Regions from separate parts of the Mus musculus genome. Here region 2 is linked to region 1. Evidence: chromatin contacts called from public ChIA-PET data. All regions are on one chromosome and are shown on one strand. The core of a region is the stretch at or near the end of the contact, and the rest is flanking DNA. Distances in the headings are between cores, read along the strand shown. Region 1 overlaps Arsg (arylsulfatase G). Region 2 has its middle 19 kb from the start of Gm39441.

The links. ChIA-PET counts read pairs in DNA pulled down with a chosen protein or histone mark.
Region 2: an RNA polymerase II ChIA-PET map of memory CD8 T cells shows a contact between it and region 1, with 9 read pairs. The contact joins two enhancer-like sites. A contact is called at or near these places in 5 of 115 datasets of contacts at active chromatin or transcription factors (embryonic basal ganglia, embryonic stem cells, forebrain and 2 more) and 3 of 9 other capture datasets (adipose tissue, liver and macrophages).

The regions. Positions count from the first base shown.
Region 1 is chr11:109,552,175-109,556,267 of GRCm38.p6, forward strand. The region is part of intron 11 of Arsg (arylsulfatase G); the gene reads left to right. Among named protein-coding and RNA genes, the nearest start is that of Gm39442, 24 kb to the right of the region's middle. Within about 2 kb of position 2,392, at least 63 of the 459 cell types and tissues checked have an H3K27ac peak or open chromatin away from gene starts, as enhancers often do. A contact at or near this core is called in memory CD8 T cells, where this site is marked.
Region 2 is chr11:109,315,201-109,319,293 of GRCm38.p6, forward strand. No RefSeq gene overlaps it. Among named protein-coding and RNA genes, the nearest start is that of Gm39441, 19 kb to the left of the region's middle. Within about 2 kb of position 1,926, at least 7 of the 459 cell types and tissues checked have an H3K27ac peak or open chromatin away from gene starts, as enhancers often do. A contact at or near this core is called in memory CD8 T cells, where this site is marked.

The DNA of each region.
Region 1 (4,093 bases), core at 1,142-3,641:
CTGTAAGAGAGATTCCAGGGTGGGGAGCTACTGAGATGGGCTGCCAGTCAAACGTGAACACGGGCTAGTCCCTGAAGCCTCTGCAGTGTGACTAAGACCAGGAAGGGGTGGGAACCTAGCCTTTTTTCAGGGATAATGAGAGGGACTAAACAATGCAGAAAGAAAATTACAATTAAATGCTAAAAAAGAACCTGTTTCTGGATCCTCGGGACAGTTCTATTCCTCCACTGGAGGTGGTTCTCTTCCCAACTCTTCTATTCTTGGCATCTTTCTGTACTTATCTCCCAGGGAGAGAGGAGATGAGAGTCACTCCTTTATCTGGGTCCAAGTATCCCCAACCCTTCCCTGAAAGCCCCCTGTCTTAGTTAGGGTTTTACTGCTGTGAACAGACACCATGACCAAGGCAACCCTTATAAGGACAACATTTAATTGAAGATGGCTTACAGGTTCAGAGACTCAGTCCATTAACATCAAAGCAGGAGTATGGTAGCATCCAGGCACACATGGTACAGGAGAAGCTGAGAGTTCTTCTACCTTTTCATCTGAAGGCCTCTAGGAAAAAGTAGGTTTTCACATGGTTAGGAGGAGGGTCTTATTGCCCACACCCACAGTGACACACTTCCTCCAACAAGGCCACCCCTCCTCGAGCAAGGTCATACCTCCTAATAGTGCCATTCCCTGGGCCAAGCATATTCAAACCACTACATCCTCTTCTCTCTACCCATCCTTGGGTCAGATTTCCCCCTAGTACAACCGTGCTCAGCTTCTATGGAAACCCTCCCTCCTGTCCTCTCCCTGACACTCACCCAACATTGGAGCCCAGGGCTGTTCTACCAGAAGGAAGCCCCCATGTGACCCTTCATTCCTTGCTCACATAGCCTGGGGTACAGCAGGCAGAGCCTTTAGTACCCTCCTCACAGCCACCCAGTCAATTCCCTTTGATACCTTGTTTGGATGAGAGCACTAACCTAACCGGTTGGATGGGTCCCCACCCCCTGGGAGGATCTGAAACAAAACAGTTGCTTGAATTTAGAACTCCAAAGCAGCCTGGACAGCATAGCAAGATCTTATTTTAAAAACAAACAAAAAAAAGGTTTCAGAAACGTACACATCTCCTATGAACAAATGTCAGAGAACCACGAAAAAGACAATAGTTTTGTAAGGATGGAACGATGCGGAAGAGCGACTCCAGCTTACTCAGGGGTCACGTTGCCCACTCCCAGGCTAGCCTTTTGTGTCACCATGCAGAGGCCTCTCTATCTCAGCTATCTCCTTTCGTGAGTGGGCCCTGCCTTCCTTTCCACTATCAGAGGGCTTGTGAAGTAGTGTTTGTGGGACAGAAACCCACTTATACATCAGACCCATAAAGGACAATGCCAGAGCCTGTAAGATATTTACGTGAGGGGAGCAGGGATGTAGCTCAGTTGGTAGAGTGTTTGCCCAGCACACACAAAATCTAGGGTTCGATCCCCCAGCACTGCCTATACAGGGTTTGGTGGTGCAGTAATCTCAACACTAGAACCTAGCCTTGGATACGTGACAGTCTTGTCTCAAAACAAGATAAAGAAAATACTTGGGGCTAGGGAGGTTTCTCAGTGGATAGAAATACTTACACAAGCACAGAACCTGAGTCTGAGTCCCCAGAATCCACATCGGAATAGCCCAATGTATGCCTGTGACCCCAGCACTCTGAGGGATCACACACACACACACACACACACACACACACACACACACACACACACACATACACACACACACCCCAAAGAAGAAAGGAAAAGTACTTTAAAGTGGGATAAAATAGCATCTTTATATATTTGTCTTCACATCAATAGTTGTAAAATGTAATTTCGTTTAGGCTTCATTATGCCTTTTGGGTGGCGAGGTGTGTGTGTGTGTGTGTGTGTGTGTGTGTGTTTGTGGTGGGGGGAGGCAGTATGTACATGCGAGTACAGCTACCCACAGAGGTTGAAGTTACAGGAAGTTCTGAGCTGCCTAATGTGGGGCCTGGAAATCAAACTTAGGGCCTCTGCAAGAGCTGAGCTGTCTCTCCAACTCCTCTTTTTTTTAAGAAAAAAAAAAAAAAAAGGACAGGAAACCCCATGAAAGCAAGGATAAAAAGCCAAGCATCCCAGTGAACGCATTGGAAGTGCAGGGTTGGTTTTGCAGGTTTGGGGTTTGGCTTTTTTGTTGTTGTTCTTTGCTTGTTTGCTTGTTCTATTTCTTCAAGGCTTCTGAGACTTCCAGGACCTGTTTCTTGGGTTAAGACTGAGGCCTGGAAAGCCATCAGCAGCCTCTGTAAGACAAATCTGCCCTCTATCAGCAGCCTCTGTAAAACAGATCTGCCCTCCAGGTTCACATGCAGGAAAGCCCAGGTCTGTGTGTTGCATGGAGCATTTCCTGGTCACAGGCTTAGCTCAGGGGCTGGGCTCCTGCCATTCTCCGACGAGTGACTGACAGCCCAGGCATGCCCAATGCTGGACTTGGCTCCCCTGAGCAGTGAGAGTCACCAAACCTGTTGAAGAAGTTTTCTTTGTGTGAGGCAGTTCTTCTTGAGTTCTGTGTAGATTAGAAACCTCTGAAGGGCATGCCACACTGACACACTGGGATTCCCTGGAGTGTTTAGATCTGGATTAGTGCTGTGGTAAGATGCCAAACCTCGTGATGCAGAGGAGGAAAAGGATGGAAAAAGGAAAGTATGTAATTCATTCTGAAAGTCAATACAGAGTCTCCCAGACTTGCTGATTTGACCCGTCTGTGACGCTGATGTCTCCGAAGACCACAAAAGAAAGCCTACAGTCTACTTCGTGTGTGTGTGTGTGTGTGTGTGTGTGTGTGTGAGAGAGAGAGAGAGAGAGAGAGAGAGAGAGAGAGAGAAAGAGAGAGAGAGAGACAGAGAGAGACAGAGAGAGACAGAGAGAGAGGGAGAAGAGATGGCTTATTGGTCAAGAGCCTTCTCTGAGCAATAAAGAAGACTGGGTTTTAGATCCCAGCACCCACGTAGCAAACTGGGCAGCCTGTGCTTCCCTGCAACCTCAGCTCAAGATGGGCAGGGTGAGACGGCATGAAAAAAATCAACGGGCCTTGCTGGCTTCGATCTAGCAGAGAAGATGCAAGCCCCAGGTTCAGGGAGAGACACTGCCTCAAAGGAATAACCAGTGACAGATAGAAGACATCCAATACCTTATTCCCGCTTCTGCATATGCATACAGGTGTGTTGGCATCTCCACATAGGTATGCACACCATACTCAGATGTGTAGACATCTCCACATAGGTGTGCACACCCCACACAGGTGTGTAGACATCTCCACATAGGTGTGCACACCATACTCAGGTGTGTAGGCACCTCCACATAGGTGTGCACACCCCACACAGGTGTGTAGGCACCCCACATAGGTGTGCACACCACACACAGGTGTGTAGACATCTCCACATAGGTGTGCACACCACACACAGGTGTGTAGACATCTCCACATAGGTGTGTACACCACACACAAGTGTGTAGGCACCTCCACATAGGTGTGCACACCCCGCACAGGTGTGTAGACATCTCCACATAGGTGTGCACACCACACATAGGTGTGTAGACATCTCTACATAGGTGTGCACACCCCACATAGGTGTGTAGGCACCTCTACATGGGTATGCACCCCCCCACAGGTGTGTAGGCACCCCACATAGGTGTGCACCCCCCGCACAGGTGTGTAGACATCTCCACATAGGTGTGCACACCACACAGGTGTGTAGACATCTCCACATAGGTGTGAACACCACACACAGGTGTGTAGACATCTCCACATAGGTGTGTACACCACACACATGTATTCATAACACACAAATTAAAAATCTCTATTGTGGTGCCTGTTTTTCTTTCTTATGGGTTTGATGCTGATGTCCCTCAGGGGTGCAACTCTGTGTGGTGTGTGTGTGTGTGTGTGTGAGAGAGAGAGGGGGGGAGGGAGAGAGAGGGAGGGAGGGAGGGAGGGAGAGAGAGAGAAAGAGACTGAGCTTGAACAGCCCTAAACCATCTCACCCCTTGCAGGCCACACTGTAGACCTGCCTGTTTCCTGGTTTGTGGCAGGGACCTTGGAC
Region 2 (4,093 bases), core at 676-3,175, 240 kb before region 1:
CAAGAAGCAAGTTGGGGAGGAGAGGGTTTATTCAGCTTACACTTCCACATTGCTGCTCATTGCCAAAGGAAGTTAAGACTGGAACTCACACAGGGTAGGAACCTAGAGGTAGGAGCTGATGCAGAAGCCATGGAGGGATGCTGCTTACCAGATTGCTTCCCCTGGCTTGCTCAGCTTGCTTTCTTATAGAACCCAGGACTACCAGCCCAGGGATGGCACCACCCATGGTGGGCCCTCCCATCCTTGATCACTAATTGAGACAATGCCTTACAGCTGGATCTCATGGAGACATTTCCTCAAGGGGGGCTCCTTTCTCTGTTGACACACAAAACCAGCCAGTACAGTGGGAGAACTATACTTTCTGGCAAGAAGCCATGTCTGGGTCAGCAGGACAGCTCGGTGGATAAAGGCACTTGCCATTAAGCCTGGCATGCTGAGTTCAATCCCAGGAACCAATGTAATAGAACAGATTCTTACATGTTGTCCTATGATCACATGAATGCTTGGGCATATGTGTGTGCATGTGCATATATCTATGCATGCATACAAATAAGTATCATCCCCCCCAAAGCCAAAGACTTTGGCCATCTTGATAGGTGTAAGGATATAATCTGTGGAAGTTGTGCCCATATGGTGGTTACCAAAACAATATGGGTGGCTGGCCACTGTGACACAATGCCTTTAATTCCAGCACTTAGGTGGCAAAGGCAGACAGACCTCTGTAAGTTTAAGGCCAGACAGTGAGACCCTGCCTCCAAAAAAAGAAGAAATTGATAGGCTGGGGAATGAGACATTTAAGCCAGGCTGGCTTCCAAATATGCCTGATATGGATCTCATTGTATCAGAGTCAGCACCTGGAGGGAAGATGTCTTGATAGACAGACAGCTGCCACAAGGGCTCAAGGAGATGCCCAAATCTGCACTGATGTCAGGTTCCTTTTCTAACATCCTTCCAGGGCAACTTTCAGTGGCAACTGTGGCTTCTGGAGGTGATTCCTAGTCTGTGTAAATGGGAGCCTGTCCTCTGCTGAGCAGCAGAACCCAGTGTCCTGCTAACTGAGGAGTGACAAGGGTGGATAGAACAGACCCACCCTTTGTGACAAAGTGAGTCATAAATAAATGTACTGGAAAGTGTGAGAATTTGATGTGAGAAATCTGCGTGAGGTGTGTGGTACGTGCAGTGGAGAGTCCCAAGACAAGCCAGCTCCGTGACTTTTATGGAGGATTCAGCATAGAGTCATTCATGTGGCTATGATGTCACTGTGGAAGGGCACAAAGCAAACTCAACAGTGAGGAAAGGCACACAGGACCATCTAGAAGCCATGTTGAATACAAGCTTCCAAGAGTCTTTGCTCAGTGGAATCAGGCAGGATACAACTCAACCCCTGGCCGATGGGTCACATAATTGTGAAATGTCTATATGAAAGGTTTTCAGTATCTTGGGCCTCAGTTTCACTGGGAGATAACCATAAAGGCACAGTGCGCATGCCATAAACCAAGACTGCAGACTCCCACAAGGAATGCAAATGTTCAGCATTACACTAAAGGTCTACACAACAGTGTAATGCTTACTGGAAGCTCAAGGAACCCCCTAAAATCAAAGTGCAACCTACCTCCCCATGCACAGCAGGGATGGTTTGGCTCTGAATGGAAGCAACTCAACAACAGCTGAAGAAAAATGATGCTTGGGACTAGTCTGAAATACAAGAGCTAGCTGAATGTGGTAGCACACACTGATAATCCCAGCAGCAGGCAAGCTCATGAGGAAGAAACAGGAAGGTTGGAAGGACCTGCTACATAGTAATCTAAAGACCTCCCTGGCCTGAGATCCTGTCATTAAGAAAGGGGACAGGAAGGGAAGGGTAGGAAGCAAGTAGCGACGGAAAGATGACACAGAGCCTTCCAGCAGAGGGAGCCTCAACAGCAAAGTTGGAGATGCAGAGGCAACTGTGCAAAAGCTGGGTGGTTTGGAGTGTCTGGAGGTGGATATAGAGGAGACAAAGTGAAAGCCCAATTTGATGACATTTTACTACCTATCGCTTGTCATTTAGTCTTTTACTTTTTCTTGCTTATACTTAATAAACTCACTCATTCCGGGACTGAAAATATGGCATCTGTAGATCCTTTTCCAGACTGTGCATAACAATACACCAAAAGTATTTTCCCTTCAGCTATTTTGTCATCCGCTTGCCTAATCAAGTTGGTCCATAGCATTAGTTATCATTACAGTACCTCTCAGTGTAAGGGATGGCCTGCTGCATCACTAAGCAAAGACCAATTCATTGTGATCGGGTTAGGTTCTGCCCCCAGGCCTCAGGAGCCACACTCAGGAGTTCCTGTGGCCTCAGCATTGCCATCTCCATGAGTGACAGAGACTAAGAGAAACACAGTCACCCTAAGGAAGGTGACGATTAGTGTCCTTCCAGAAAACAGGTGCAGTCTCCTGGGTCCACCATGAGCCCGGGACGGACTAGAGTCTGAAGCTGCTAAGCGTCAGAGAAAGCCAACCACGGAGTCAAGGCCAACACCTTCATTCCTTCCTGTCACCTCAGTGGTGGGGGCAAGTGGGAGAAAACCACAGACTGAAGATGGTGGTCAGACTTGAGTACTTCAGCTTGAAAATCAGAAGCAACAACTGGCAATCTGAGGTGAGAACTATTCACATTTCTGGGTAAGGAAAAAAAAAAGTGAGGCAGGAAGTCCTCGGATGGCAGCCATCAAGCAAAATACAAGCATCATTGACGAGAAAAGATCCAGACACAACAGATTAAACACAGGGTCTGCTGTTCATTGATGTGTGACATTGGTGATGCCACTAACCTGCTCCAAGTCTTGGGCTCTTCATCAGTAAAATAAGAGGTGTGGTTGAGCATGCTCCAAGGTCCTATCCAGCTTCTGTTCCTGCAGAGAGAATGGGAACTACCAAGTTGCAGAGCATCAGCAGCAACGGCATGCTTAAAAATGATGACAGAAGTCATTGTTTTTAATAGCTGAATAGTACTCCATTGTGTAAATGTACCACATTTTCTGTATCCATTCCTCTGTTGAAGGACATCTTGGTTCTTTCCATCTTCTGCCTATCATAAATAAGGGTGCTATGAACATAGTGGAACAAGTGTCCTTGTTATATGTTGGAGCATCTTTGGGTATATGCCCAGAAGTGGTATTGCTGAATCCTCAGGTAGTACTATGTTCAATTTTCTGAGGAACCGCCAAACTGATATCCAGAGTGGTTGTACCAGCTTGCAATCCCACCAACAATTGGGGAGGGGTGTTCCTCTTTCTCCACATCCTTGCCAGCATCTGCTGTCACAAATGGCTGGAACTAGAAAATATCACCCTGAGTGAAGTAACCCAATCACAAAAGAACATGCATGGTAAACACTCACTGATAAGTGGATATTAGCCCCAAATCTCAGAATACCCAAGATACAATTCACAGACTGAGGCCACAGGAACTCCTGAGTGTGGCTCCTGAGGCCTGGGGGCAGAACCTAACCCGATCACAATGAATTGGTCTTTGCTGATGCAGCAGGCCATCCTATACACTGAGAGGTACAAAACCAGACATGAAGCTCAAGAAGAAGGAAGACCAAAGTATGGATGCTTCAGTCCTTCTTAGAAGGGGGAACAAAATACTCAATGAGAGGAAATACAGAGACAAAGTGTGGAGCAGAGACTGAAGAAAAGGAGGTCCAGAGACTGTCCCACCTGGGGATCCATCCCATATACAGTCACCCAACTTGGATGCTATTGTGGATGCCAAGAAGTGTTTGCTGACTGGAGTCTGATATAGCTGTCTCCTGAGAGGCTCTGCCAGAGCCTGACAAATACAGAGGCAGATGCTCACAGCCAACTGTTAGACTGAGCACAGAGTCCTCAATGGAGGACTTAGAGAAAGGACTGAAGGAACTGAAAGTGTTTGCAACCTCATAGGAAGAACAACAATATCAACCAACCAGACCCCCAATGCTCCCAGGGACTAAACCACCAACCGAAGAGTACACATGGAGGGACCCATGGCTCCAGCCGCATATGTAGCAGAGGATAGCCTTTTCAGGCATCAATGAGAGGTCCTGTGAAGACTCGATGCC